Linked DNA regions of Sus scrofa: region 1 is linked to region 2. Evidence: chromatin contacts called from public HiChIP or PLAC-seq data. All regions are on one chromosome and are shown on one strand. Each heading gives the region's core, a stretch centred on a gene start, on an enhancer-like site or on the middle of the called end of the contact. The rest is flanking DNA. Distances are from core to core; before and after follow the strand shown. Region 1 overlaps PLCL1 (inactive phospholipase C-like protein 1). Region 2 overlaps PLCL1 (inactive phospholipase C-like protein 1).

Region 1 (6,864 bases), core at 3,495-5,994, 280 kb before region 2:
TTCATTTTCTAGGGCTACCAAAGCAAAGAAACACAGCCTGGGAGGGTGGATCAAACAACAGAAATCTATTTTCTCACAGTTCTGGAGGCTAGAGGTCTGAGATCAATGTGTGGGCAGGACTGGGGCCTCCCTCCTTGGCTCATAGACGGTTGCCTTCTCCCTGTGTTCTAACTTGGTCTTTCTTCTGGGTGTCTGTGCTTCATCTCCCCTTCCTAAAAGGACACCAATCATACTGGAACAGGGTCCACCCTCACTCACGATCTCATTTTAACTTATCTACCTCTTTAAAGATACTATCTTCAAATAAAGTCACATTCTGAGGTACCAGGCAGTAAAGACTTCAACATACGCATTTGAGGGAAGCACAATCAGCCCATGACAGTCATCTCTCTCCCAGTGTTCAAATCTGTGCCTCAAGTTAACTTATTGTCTACATCCAACCACATTGGAAACCTGTGTTTAAAATTTGGGGATAGTTTGCCTTCTGTACTATGAATGATGAACCCTTCTCTACCTGTCTGAAGACACCCCCCCCCCCTGCATTTATGTGTTTGTAAGTTTAGGATTTTAATTACTATTATAAAATATGGCTTTATCATTGTTAATATGCTTTTCCATATGTTACATATGAAATAGACAAGTAACCGGTGGGGGCAGGCTTGTCATAAGATAGACAAAAACTCTGAGTCCAGAGACCCTGTGTTTTGATTCTAGCTCTGCCACTCATTAGCTAGCTGACCTTACTAAAGCTATTACCTACGCCCTCTGTCCCTTAATTTTTGCATGTGTAAACCATAAATATTAGTAGTACCTACATCATATGATTGCTATTAGAATTGAATGGTTTATCAAGTATGAAGTGCTTGGAACACTGTCTAGCAGAGAATAAGCATTTTAGAACAGTTATCTATTATTATTTGTTGTTGCTAAAGTGCATTCTGTATTAAGAAAAATATTTGAGGAGTTCCCATTATGGTGTGGTGGAAACAAACCTGACTAGTATCCATGAGGACGCTGGTTCAATCCCTGGCCTCACTCGCTCAGTGGGTCAGAGATCTGGCGTTGCCATGAACTGTGGTATAGGTCAGAGATGTAGCTCAGATCTGGTGTTGGTGTTGCTGCTGTGGCTGTGGCACAGGCTGGCAGCTGTAGCTCTGATTCAACCCCTAACCTGGGAACTCCCATATGCCCCAGGGTGTGGCCCTAAAAAGCAAAAAAAAAAAAAAAAAAAAAAAGGAAAGTATTTGAAAGAGAATCAAATTCATCAGTTTCATTCAGTCATCTGCTTGACTGCAGTCTTACAGTGATGATTTTTATCTTCCCCCAAATGTCCCATTTCTTTCTGGGGTGCATAAGCCGTTTTTCCAATAATTCTCTAAGTTATTGGATGAAAATAATGATGATCTCAAGATGAGAAGATTTTTCCACAAGTGTAGCAAAGACCAGTGGGAAAAGTTCTGCCTGTTCAAGACATAAGTGGAATGTAGAAATGAGAGCAAACTCTCAAGACATCTTCATATATTTATAGCACTAGGTATAAGATGAGCTCTTGATAAATATTTAAAGACTGACAGTGATGAAGATGGTGATGATTCACAAAAGGAGGAGGGAACTCAAGGATAAAATTTACCCAGGTTTTAAAAAAAGATCATACAAAAAGTTCTAAAGTTCAGTCACTTGGATTGTTAATAATATACGAATCATGTTGGAAAAAGAGAAGAAACCCAAAGATAATTAAAGTATCTTTTTTTCATCCTCTTATGAGCAATGAAGGCAAGAGTCACTAAGGTCTTATTGCACTAGGACAATTTTTAATATCTTTTCAGGTTTATATTCAAATAATTCAACAAACATGTTGAGCACATACCATCTGCTGCTTCTATTTCAATAAAAAAATTTTACTAGTTGTACAATGTAGAATAGGGCCACCAAGAAGTGTCTATAATGTGTATTCAGAATATTTGTATATGTGTGTGCACACTGCATTTATGAGGCATGAACTTAGGAGAACGGCTGGAAGGAGCTGAAGCAGTGATGTAGAAAACCATGCAACTCTATAAACACTCTGAGAATAGCCACTAGTTGCCCAGCAGACAGAATATGAGTACCTGGAGAATGAAAAAATGGCAGTGATCAGTGAGCTTACTGAGAGAAAAAGCTAAAGCCAAATTACCAATCTAGTGCCCATGAGCGCCTGCCTGTGTTTTGGGGAAAAAAAATGCCCTGGTCAGAAAAGATGAAGTTGAGGAGGAGCAGGCCAGGGAGAATGACACTCCCTAGCAGTAGAAGAAGGAAGGAAGAGGACAAAATGCCAACCCCATGAGAAAATGGAGCTGCCAAGAACTGCAGAAACACCCATCTTCCCACTTGCCACACAGGCATCAGGCAGTAGTAGGTTGGACATCGTGACCATGGATGTGAGGAACACAGACTGAGGTCCGCATCGAGCTCCGCTGCTTCCTGGTCAGGTATGTTCTCTTGAACAAGCCGCTTAGCTTCTGCGATCCTCTGTGATCCCAGCTTAGGCTGAGCATTGTGCTGAGGCACAGCCCTGCCCCTGAGGGAATGCAACCTCATACGGGTGAAGCCATGGGAACAAATCACTGCAATACAGGAGTGAAACTGAGTATAAGATACAGAAATAGCACAAAAAGATGATCTGGTTTTGATGAAAACTGAAGAATGGCGGGCATAGAGAGAAAAGATCAGGGAAGCATTCCTGAAAAAGTAACAGATGATGCTTGTGCTGGACTAAGTGAGGAGATAGAGCTGGTTAGTTGATTGAGGAGGGAAAGAACATTATGTGGAGTTCCCGTCGTGGCTCAGTGGTTAACGAATCCCAATAGGAACCATGAGGTTGCGGGTTCGATCCCTGGCCTTGCTCAGTGGGTTAAGAGTCTGGCATTGCCGTGAGCTGTAGTGTAGATTGCAGACACAGCTCAGATCCTGCGTTGTTGTGGCTCTGGCGTAGGCTGGTGGCTACAGCTCTGATTTGACCCCTACCATGGGAACCTCCATATGTCGCGGGAGCAGCCCAATAAATGGCAAAAAGACCAAAAAAAAAAAAAAGAACATTATAACTGGCAGGAATAGCATGTGCAAAGGCGCAGAATCCTGAAATTGCCCAATAAGTTTCAGGAACCACAGAACTGTGGGAAAGTGGGAGCATGAAATGTGGAGGTGAAGAGCTATGGAGTAGCCCCATCACAAGCCAAGAATGTGGAATTCTTTCCTATGGCTGACAGGTAAATATCAAAAACATTTTTATCTCACTCAAGTATACTTGGGCTGTTAAGAAAAAAAAAATTTGTGTTTCTGAATCCTCTTAAATGAATTTAGAGCATTTTTTTCCCCTGAAGATTAAAAACATATTAAAATTTCTCTCACAAGCATGTAATGGACTCGAAAAGACGATTGGATATTATTTTCCCAATAATATGGCCTCTTGTTTCTGTCATCTGGAGCTACGAATGGAATTAACCAAGTTTGGTTGTCAAAACCAATTAAAGTTAAGATTTAGCTAAAGCTACAAATAAAATTTCTTCCTCTGAGGTATATAATATTCTGGATTGTTGAGCTTCTCTATTGTGCTTCAACATACAAGTAAGTGGTAGATTCACAATAAGACACACCATTGCACATGGATCTTTTGAAATTACTAGACTTCTCCTAAATGTAAATCTTAATAGGAAAAATCACTGTAGTAGACAATAAATAATTAAAATTAATGTAAGTAATAGACACTTAAAGACATTCTCTCAAAACTTCAGTGAAAACTGAAGCCTAGAGATTAAAAAAAAAAAAAAAAAAGATTAGATTAACCATTTCAGGGTAGCTATATGACAACTGCAGGATTCATTCTCATAGACTCAAGGGGAATAGCGCCCCCTAGAGCTGTTAATGTACAACAAGTACAGTAGTATTTGAAGACAGCAGCTCTGGCCCATTCAGGGATCAATTAAACCTTGTGTTGCAAAAAGGAAATTGCAATGCTATAGAAATATCTAATGAAGAGCTCCAGGAAGATAATTTTAGTTGTACTTATATTTAATCTCAATGAAATTCACAAAGTCTCATGTAATTAATTATCAAGGCCAGCTGTAGCTCAGGGTCTCCTGTGAAAACTCTTCCTGGGTATCCTTGACAAAGGAGCCAAAGGAAATGACCTTCCCAGGAGCAGTTATTTAAAGAATAAAAACAGTGGTAATCACTTCACTATTTGCTCCCTTTCCCTCTGACCAGAGAGGAAGTTAAAGAACAAAATACTTCTGGGATGAACCCAGTAATCTGGAAGGTGTTGGTTGTTAAGGGAAGGATGACAGAAATGATTTACTGTGAATAATATAACTGTAATTTAGTAGCTAAGAAAGTGCTTTCCAAAATTCAGAAATGGAATTTCCACCCTGGAAGTGTTTGTAATTATTATATTGTTATACATTTTTATGTTTTTCACAAGAACCACTGAGAATAGGTCTAGAAAATCAAAACCTCAGAGTAGCTGTCATTTCTCCATTATCACTATGATTATATCTACATGTATCATACAGAGTTTACAATGAGTGGAGTTAATAGCTTGTTTCATGTAAGTACCAAGGGGTTATAACACACACACACACACACACACACACACACACACTATATATACACATAATTGTTTCTTTCAATGATATTCTTCCTCTCCCAGACAAAAATGTATTACAGATAAAAGAAAAGAGGAAGGAAATTGCTTTTTTTTCCCCCTCTGGTTTCAGATTACACGAAAAGATTCTATGGGCTGACTCAGAGGATACACAATATACATTGTTAAGAATCTTTAGTCTTATTCAGATTTAATATTAAGGGGTAGCTACAGTTAAAACTCACTTTTTACACACAAGCATTTACATGTCAGCTTCATTTTTTAGCAGCCTTGGATATCAGTTTTTGGGTGATATCAAATGCACAATAAACAAAAGAGCCTGTTTCCTCCAACATTTTTAATAAGTGTAAAGAACCATCTGGAAGATAAGGGAATGAGGAAGTCATGGGCAACCAGCCATGATTTCACCAGCAAACAAACTGTCTATAGCTCTTAAGTATCAATATGACTGTTTTATCAGATGTTCAAAATGTCCTTTTCTCTGCAGTCTGAACAAATAAACTACTGATTCAATAATATCCACCAGAGAACACAAGTAACTCTAAAACTTTCAATTTTCCCTCTCTATATATTTTTGCTTAAAATAAAGTGAACCTCGGAGTTTCCGTTGTGGCTCAGTGGTAACAAACCCGACAAGTATCTATGAGGACAATGGGTTCGATCCCTGGCCTCGCTCAGTGGGTTAAGGGTCTGGTGTTGCTGTGAGCTGTGGTGTAGGTCACAGATGCTGCTTGGATCCTGCATTGCTGTGGCTGTGCTGTAGGCTGGCAGCTGCAGCTCTGATTTGATCCTTAGCCTGGGAACTTCCATATGCTGTGGGTATAGGCCTAAAAAAGACAAAAAAAAAAAAAAGTGAAGCTCAATTAAATTTGGAGAAATATAAAATTACAATGAGGCAAACCCCTATTTCTGACCTAAGTCAATCAGAAACCCAGACCATACTTTGAAACCCAGACCATACTTTGAAGATATCTAGTCTATTTCAAAAGTATAAAAGAAATACATTTTATAATAATCTAATCTAATAATCTAATAATGCATGTTTGCGGGAAAAAAACCTCAACTTTCTGAAACTAGACTTGTTAGGAACTGATCAGGAACTTCTTTTTTGGTCCATAAGATTAATATTTCTAGGCAACAGGCTTCATAAACCAATTTTATTCTAGTTGTTCCATAATGTCAACTGCTGTGCAGCAGAAACCTGGGAAATCTCGAGTGTTCTAGTTGACTAAAGGATACCTCCGAGGGATTTGGGTTGCAATCCTTTTATCCTGGAATACATCGTGAAGTAATTTAAGAACTTTCCATCTCTGAGTCTATTGATTCAAAAGTCCATTGAGAATAGTATCTTTTAAATAAACACTCAAAGAGTTTGGCTATTTTTAGAACACATAGCTTTGCCCTGGCAGATTTACAAACCAAATCATAAGAGGTTAGTATATTTTGTTGCCGATTGAAGGATTCTCTTCATCTAAAACAAGACCTATACACTTCTTGGTCTCTGAAAGCAGGCAGTTCTACCTAATAATTTGATAAACTTTCCATAAAACCATCTGATAATGCGAAAGTTTAGGACCCAATTCTAAGTTATAGTTCTGTGACAGGGAATCTTTTCTTTCCAGAAATTATCTTCTCTCAAAATATTAATATAATGATTGTAATATCAATGATGATAATGATGATAAGTATTCCTTTCTTATTCAGATACTTTTCTGAACAGTAATGTGTAGATTTTTTGATGGATCTAAATAAGCTAAACTCCAAAGAGATTTCTTTTTGAAAAAAAAAATCTATAATTAATCTTCTCATAAAGCCATGGATTTTTCCTTAAAAGAGAAATTTAGTTCCTAATTGTTCTGCATTAGTGAATAGGCACCTTAACTTACTACAAATGCTTAAAGTATCACTACAATATGGGGAATGATTTAACAATACAAAATTGTTTTACAAGAAGTGATAAATATAGGAGAACCCCCTCCCACCTGGTCAGTTACTATGAGCATGCAGTTAGGTACATGCTATATATTTGAGCACACTGGATCTATCCAAAACAAGGGAAGGCTAATTAAATTGGAAGAGAACACTTCTAGATTGAGGGAAGTGGTGATCTTTTCAATATGGCTTTAAAAGAGTAATGTCTAATCTCATTATTCTTAACCTAAAATGTTCTTTACACATTTATATTTACATACATATATATATATATTATGTACATATATATGTAC
Region 2 (6,944 bases), core at 918-3,417:
ATCTAATTTAAAAATGATACCAAAGAATGTATTTATAAAACAGAAACAAACACAAAGATTTTAAAATCAGACTTAGGGTTACCAAAAAAGAAACCATATGGGGGAGGGATAAATTGGGAGGATGGGATTAACACATACACACTACTATATACAAAACAGATAATTAACAAGGACCCACTATCTAACACAAGGAAGTCTATTTAATGTTCTGTAATAACCTATATGTAAAAAAAGAATGGATATATGTATATGTATAATGGATTCACTTTGCTATAAACTTGAAGCTAATACAACAATGTAAACCAACAATATCCCAATAAGATTAAATTAAATAAAATAATGAAGTTGAGGGAGAGTCAGAGAGATTCAGTAATATGCCTGATGCCACATAGCTAAATAAATAAAGAATGAGGATTCCAATTCTAGCAGTCCAATTCTAAGTGCTACTTTTTTAATGGCAGTGCTATATTACCTCCTAGACTTAGCACCTAATTCTGGAAACTTCTAGGCATTCTCTTAATCCCTAATTTATCTCCACTGCTTCACATAGCTAATAAGAAAATCTTTCTTAACTACTTTTTTTTTTACCAACTATTTCCCTATTTAAGAAAAATGCAATGGATCTATATATCATATTAAATTGAATGCAGCTGCCACATCAAGCCTGCCTTCAATCAACTCATCAGATCCTCCCAAATTCAGAAGGACAGCATCTGGATACAAAGACAACTTGCTGAATTGCTGTCAGTGGAACATACTGGGGTTTTTTTCCCATAAGAAAAATTTCCCTGATGATTTTATTATAGAAATACAGCATCCATAAAAATGGAGGTAAAACAGTCCACTATAATGGACCATGGTGCATCCAGTATAGCAACCAATGTTATAGTCTGGGAACAACATTTTAAGCAAAACACTGACAAATCAGAACATGCCACTTATTTGCTGAGTGAATCTGAGCGAGTTATTTAAACTGTCTGTCCCTCAATCTCATCTAAGAAAATAGGGTCAACATCCTGCACTTCATAAGCCTAGTGAGAATTAGATAAGATAATATATGTAAAGTGCTCAGAACAGTGTCTGGAACAGGGTAAGCACTCAATAAATGTCAGGGGTCCTTACTGCAATGGGAGCATGGGAGGAGACATTCACATGACTCCCTTCAAGTATGTCAAGAGTTTCACATGAATACTTAAAACTTCCTCTTTCTAGCTCCTGAAGAAGAAACCAGACTGACTAGGAAATGCATCAGGGAAGAACTTGATTTGGGCTCAATATAAGAATTTTTTTCAAATAAAAGCAGCCTGAAAATGGAATTGGCTCCCTCATAAGACAGGAAGTCCCTTGCTGACTGGAGGCCAGTATCTACACATCCTCAGAGGCTCCTCCTCTACTGGAGTTGCTGTACCTGCTGCCTTCCAACAGCTCACCTAAAACAGCCCATCAGATTCCCTCCCACCATGTGTGGCACACAGTAGTTACTCAAGACATCCTGGATTGCCCTTGTTTGGGGTTTCTCTGTGTCATATATGGTATGAATTTGCAAGTCAGGATGAAAAGTGTAGTTCATGTCTGTGAAACATAATTTTGAAGTTAACTGGTTCATATAGGAATTGAAAAAGGACCTAGTAGCACATCGGTCATGTTCTCATCAGTTGCTCTAACCAGACCAATGTGAACCCCAAAACACATCAGAGTAGTATTCAACTCTCTCATATCACAAAACACTTTGATTCCTCCTCCAAGTTAAGAATATACGAATAACTAGTTATTGTAACCTTAACAATACTTAGAGTCTTCTTCTTTGTTTACTAATAAGAATCTCCTGGAGTTCTCATTGTGGTGCAGCAGAAATGAATCCTACTAGTATCCATGAGGATGTGGGTTTGATCCCTGGCCTCGCTCAGGGGGTTAAGGATCTGGCATTGCTGTGAGCTGTGGCATAGGTCAAAGACACAGCTCAGATCCCAAGTTGCTATGGCTATGGTGTAGGCTGGCAGCCATAGCTCCAATTTGACCCCTAGCCTGGGAACTTCCATATGCTTCGGGTGTGGCCCTAAAAAGCAAAAAAAAAAAAAAAAAGAATCTCCTAAACTTTAAGCTGAGCATATGACTACCTAGGTAAACACCACATGTCCCAGCTGGATGTGGCCATATCACTGACAGGCCAATGAGATAAAAATAGAAGTAATTGGAGCAATTCACAGATAACTTCCTTAAAGCTACTTGCCCTCCTCTTCTTTTTCTCCCCTTTCTTATGGAACAGAAGGGGGATGTGGTGGTGAGCCAGTTTAATCAAAGGGACAAAACAACACCTAAAGGACAGCCCAAAAAGAAGGCAAAAGGAAACAAGACCCCTGGATCAGAGCCACTTACCTGATTCAGAATAGCATCCCTAGTTATAGAATGTTACTTATTAGAGAAATAAACTTCTGCGTATCTTGTTGAAGCTAATGCATGTTTGAGCAGCTTAGCTTCCCAATAAATACATTTATAAATATTGAAAGTAAACTCCCTCATTTCAAAGGCTCAGAGATTCATGTATAAATATTCTCAGCTAAATTCCTCCTTTAATAAAGACTTTTAACAGTGAAAGTCTGAATTTAAAATTCAGGTGTAGATCAAGCCAGCCATCTAAAGCAAGCAATGTTTTTGTTTATACAAACAATGGTATACTTTCTGGAAGCTGGAAACAGAAAAGTTTACGAAAGAAAAGATCAAAATGATGCAGGAAAAGAGTACTTGAAGAAAACTATAAAGACAGTCCCTTAAGGGTCATAGCACCAAGATCCTCATAGGAGTAAGACAAATAATCTACTTTAGTCCTCTACTTGTCCTTTAAAATGCTCAAGTCGTTTTCAACTGTAAAAACTGAAAATCAAAATTGAAACCATGAATAAGAATTCAGAAGGATTTAAGACACAATCAGATAAACACAAAGCTAAGCTTGCATGTCCATAAAAAGCCTCAGAGCAGTGTTTTAGACCTTTTAAGAAACTATATTTTTAAAAGATAATAAAATCCTAGGCAGAGTTGTTAAAGGGCTTAAGTCACGGTTTGGTTTTCTCCAGACTTTTCTTGAAGGAGTTCAGAACAAAAGAAATATCTGATGCAGAGTTTTCACATTGTATAAATAAATATCTAATATCTACATCCAGGACTTTTCAAAGTTACGATTCCAACCTTCTTAAAAAAAAATTTAATGCCACTAATCACATCCTCAGTTGATCCCAATGTCAGTGGAGAATGCTATTTTTCTCTTCTGGCTTTTAACAGGTTTTAAACAGCGGAAAACGTTCCATAAGCTGGTCTTACTATCCATGAAACCAGACAGCAATTGGTTCTCTATGATGTGAGCTTTCCTGGAAATCACTCTTCAATATATGCACCACTGAGGAAATTGTGGGTTTTATCCTTATTTTAACATCTTGCACTGCCATATAGCCTGGAAACCCCCTTCCTCTAACAATACATACAGGAACACAATAATGACCCAAGGCCCAGGTAAGTGCGTACTTTGTGTATGGCTGTTAGGAGTAGTTTCTGTAATATGATTCTTCTAATGAAACTTATTCAATAAAGTTGAAAGGGAGTAAAATAAATAATTGATTTTATACACTAGACACCAGGACTCAACAAAATACCTCTTTAAGGAAAAAAAAAAAGACCCACATCTTTAACAACCAAAAAAATCTTTCTCTGTCTGGAACATCATTTCTTCTTTCCAATTATAATTTATGAGCTTTTACACTTTTTCTTATGGTGCACCTACAGCATATGGAAGGTCCCAGGCCAGGAACTGAATCCAAGCCACAGCCGCTACAATGCAGGATCCAGTAACCCACTGCACAGGGCTGAGGATCAAACATGCACCTCTGCAGTGACCTGAGCTGCTGCAATCAGATTCTTAACCCACTGCACCACACCGTTAAAGTTTTATACTTTTAACAGTGAAGGTAGTAGAGGACATCTGCTCAAATAGATCAGTTGAATCAATTTTCTCAGAGAGTTTTCAGAAATACACTCTACTCAGCCAAATCAAATGCACAAGAATATTGTGAGAAACTGAAGGTCATTCTTAAATTCTTGTGAAGGTCAGATTAAGAATAAAATCCAGAAATCTGAATCTACTTCTTTTTAAATCTTATGAGGTCATAAAAAAATTGGAAAATGTTGGTACCAGTTCTCCACCAATTTGTTTTGTGATATGAGGAAGTCAATAATGACTCTAAATCTCAGTTTCCAAATCTGTAAAGAGGTGGATGGACCTATTATGAAGTATACTCTTAATTTCCTATTAAAGCTTTATGTATTGGCATTTCCTGGTGAACTAGCAGTTAAGGATTTGGCATTGATACTGCTGTGGCTCAGGTTCAACCCCTGGCCCAGGAAACTCCACATTCCAAAAAAAAAAAAGAAGAAGAAAAAATCTTTGCATATTAAAGTACAAAAAAAAAAATGTGTAAAAATTCAGATGCAGTTAGAAATGAAATGTCTCTAAAATCTATAAGCTAATTGTTTGTTATTAAATTTATCAAAATTCTAGATCCAGTAGACTGTTCATATTGATAACAAATTATATTTTTATTTAAAGAATCTAATAAAATTCATCAAGAGTGGGGAAAAATCATCACTACAACAGTGACCTAATTCTGAAACTAGGACATTATATAATAATAGCCCCCAAAGATTTTTATGTCCTATTTCCCAGAACCTATGAATATGTTAGGTTCCATGGCAAAGGGGAATTAAGATTATGAATGTAATTAAAATTATTAATCAACTGACTTTAAATAAGATTATCTTGGATTATCTGGGTAAACCCAACATAATCACAAGGATCTTTAAATATGCAAGAGGGAGACAGAAGAAAATGAGAGGGGATAAAAATAAAAGTTAAAGGTGGTGTGAGGTGAAAAAGACTCCACTGGCTGTTGCTGGCTTTGAAAATGGAAGTGGCCATGATCTAAAGAATGCAGCAGATTCCAGAAAATGAAAAGGGCAAGAAAATGGATTTCCCCCTAGAACCTCCAAAAAGGAACACAGGCCTGCCAATACTTTGATTTTAGTCCACTGAGAAACATTTCACATTGCATATCTCTAGAACAATAAGATAATAAGATTAAACTTAGTTTGAAAACACTAAGTTTGTGTTAATTTGTTAAAGCAACAATAGAAAACAAATATTTCGGGTCTCTAAAATGAAGATTTTGAAGAGTAAGAAATCCAAACCTCCAATCTAGAAGGTATGCTGAAATAATCCCCTCAAACTTGTTGTTGTTTATTAAATCCCTCTGACTTTCAACTCAAATGTGTTCACTTAGCTAGAGAGATGGTGGTTGTTTTTTATTGCAGAACAACTCAAGATTAAACCACCTTAACTGCTTTAACCCTGGCCCCATAAAACCAGATGAGTATATTCTTAAATAATTGCTTGTTGTTTGTTTTGGGGGGTTTTTTTGTTTTTGTTTTTGGAAATTTGGGATCCTGGGGATTTCAAGCTTGAGGGACAAAGAAAATAGAAAAAATTCTGTCCTTCCTTAACTCCACACTATCAAACACACACATACTTAATATCTGTGAGCCTGGAACAAGTTTCCCTACATCTCAGAGCTTTGGCTTCCTTATTTGCAAGGCTGAAATAATAACAATAGCTATGTCTTGCCAGACCCTTACAAGAATTAAAAATAATGTAAGATTTTGAGGTACCAGTCCCTCCCATCAGTAAGCCTACAGCAAGCCCCTGTACCAACTTCAGCCACAAGGGGGGAAGACATCAGAAGCAAGAGAGGCTACAACCCTATTGTCTGCAAAAAGGAGACCACACCCAAAAATCTATGCAAAATGAAAAGGCAGAGAATTATGACTCAGTTAAAGGAACAAGAAAAAAAAATCAGAAAAACAGCTAAGTGATCTGGAGATTACCAACTTCCATGACAGTAAAGATGATTCAAGATCTTGGAAATAAACTGGAGGCAAAGATTGATAAATTACAAGAAACACTGAGCAAAGAAATAGAATATTTAAAGATTAAACAAGCATAGGTACAAAATACAATCACTGAAATAAAAAATTCACTAGAAGAAACCAACAGCAGAATACAGGAGGCAGAAGAGGAAATAAATGAGGTGGAAAACAGACCACTGGAAATCACTTGTGTGGAATAGAAAAGAGAAAAAAGATTGAAAACAAATGAAGAGAGTCTCAGAGAACTCTGAGACAACAAAAACACACCAACATCCATATTATAAGGGTGCCAGAAGGAAAAGAAAGAGAGAGAAAGGGCCAGATAAAATATTTGAAGAGATAATAGCTGAAAACTTCCCTAACATGGAAAAGGAATCACTCACTCAAATCCAGGAAGCAAAACAAGTACCATGTAAAATAACCCAAAGGAGGTACATCTTGAAACACATATTAATCAAACTGACCAAATTAAAGACAAAGAGAAAATAATGAAAATAACTAGGGAAAAGAAACAAATAACATACAAGGGAACCCTGATAAGGTTATTGGCAGATTTTTCAGCAGAAACTCTGCAGGCCAGAAGGGAGTGACATGATATATTAAAAGTGATGAAAGGAAAAAACCTCCAACCAAGATTACTCTACCCAGAAAGGCTTTCATTCAGATTTGAAGGAGAAATCAAAAGCTTACAGATAACAAAAGCTAAGGGAATTCAGCAACACTAAACTAGCTTTACAACAAATACTAAAGGAACTTCTCTAGGCAGAAAAGAAAAGGCAGCAACAGGAAACAAAAATAGCACAAATGACAAGGCTCACCAATAAAGGTATATACACAATAAAGATACGAAATCATCCATGCACAATTATGCCATCAAAATCAGAAATCATTAAAAGAGGTGGGTACAAATGCAGGACACTGGAGATGCACTTGCAATTAAGAGACCAACAATTTAAAACAATCATATATATATATAT

Evidence for each region. HiChIP or PLAC-seq counts read pairs in DNA pulled down with a chosen protein or histone mark.
Region 1: a contact with region 2 is called in an H3K27ac HiChIP or PLAC-seq map of alveolar macrophages. The contact joins two enhancer-like sites. A contact is called at or near these places in 1 of 47 Hi-C or Micro-C datasets (adipose tissue) and 2 of 2 datasets of contacts at active chromatin or transcription factors (alveolar macrophages and skeletal muscle).

Annotation. Positions count from the first base shown.
Region 1 is chr15:101,919,456-101,926,319 of Sscrofa11.1, reverse strand. All of the region lies in intron 5 of PLCL1 (inactive phospholipase C-like protein 1), which reads right to left. Among named protein-coding and RNA genes, the nearest start is that of PLCL1, 300 kb to the right of the region's middle. Within about 2 kb of position 4,744, at least 1 of the 83 cell types and tissues checked has an H3K27ac peak or open chromatin away from gene starts, as enhancers often do. A contact at or near this core is called in alveolar macrophages, where this site is marked.
Region 2 is chr15:101,639,439-101,646,382 of Sscrofa11.1, reverse strand. All of the region lies in intron 1 of PLCL1 (inactive phospholipase C-like protein 1), which reads right to left. Among named protein-coding and RNA genes, the nearest start is that of PLCL1, 19 kb to the right of the region's middle. Within about 2 kb of position 2,167, at least 2 of the 83 cell types and tissues checked have an H3K27ac peak or open chromatin away from gene starts, as enhancers often do. A contact at or near this core is called in alveolar macrophages, where this site is marked.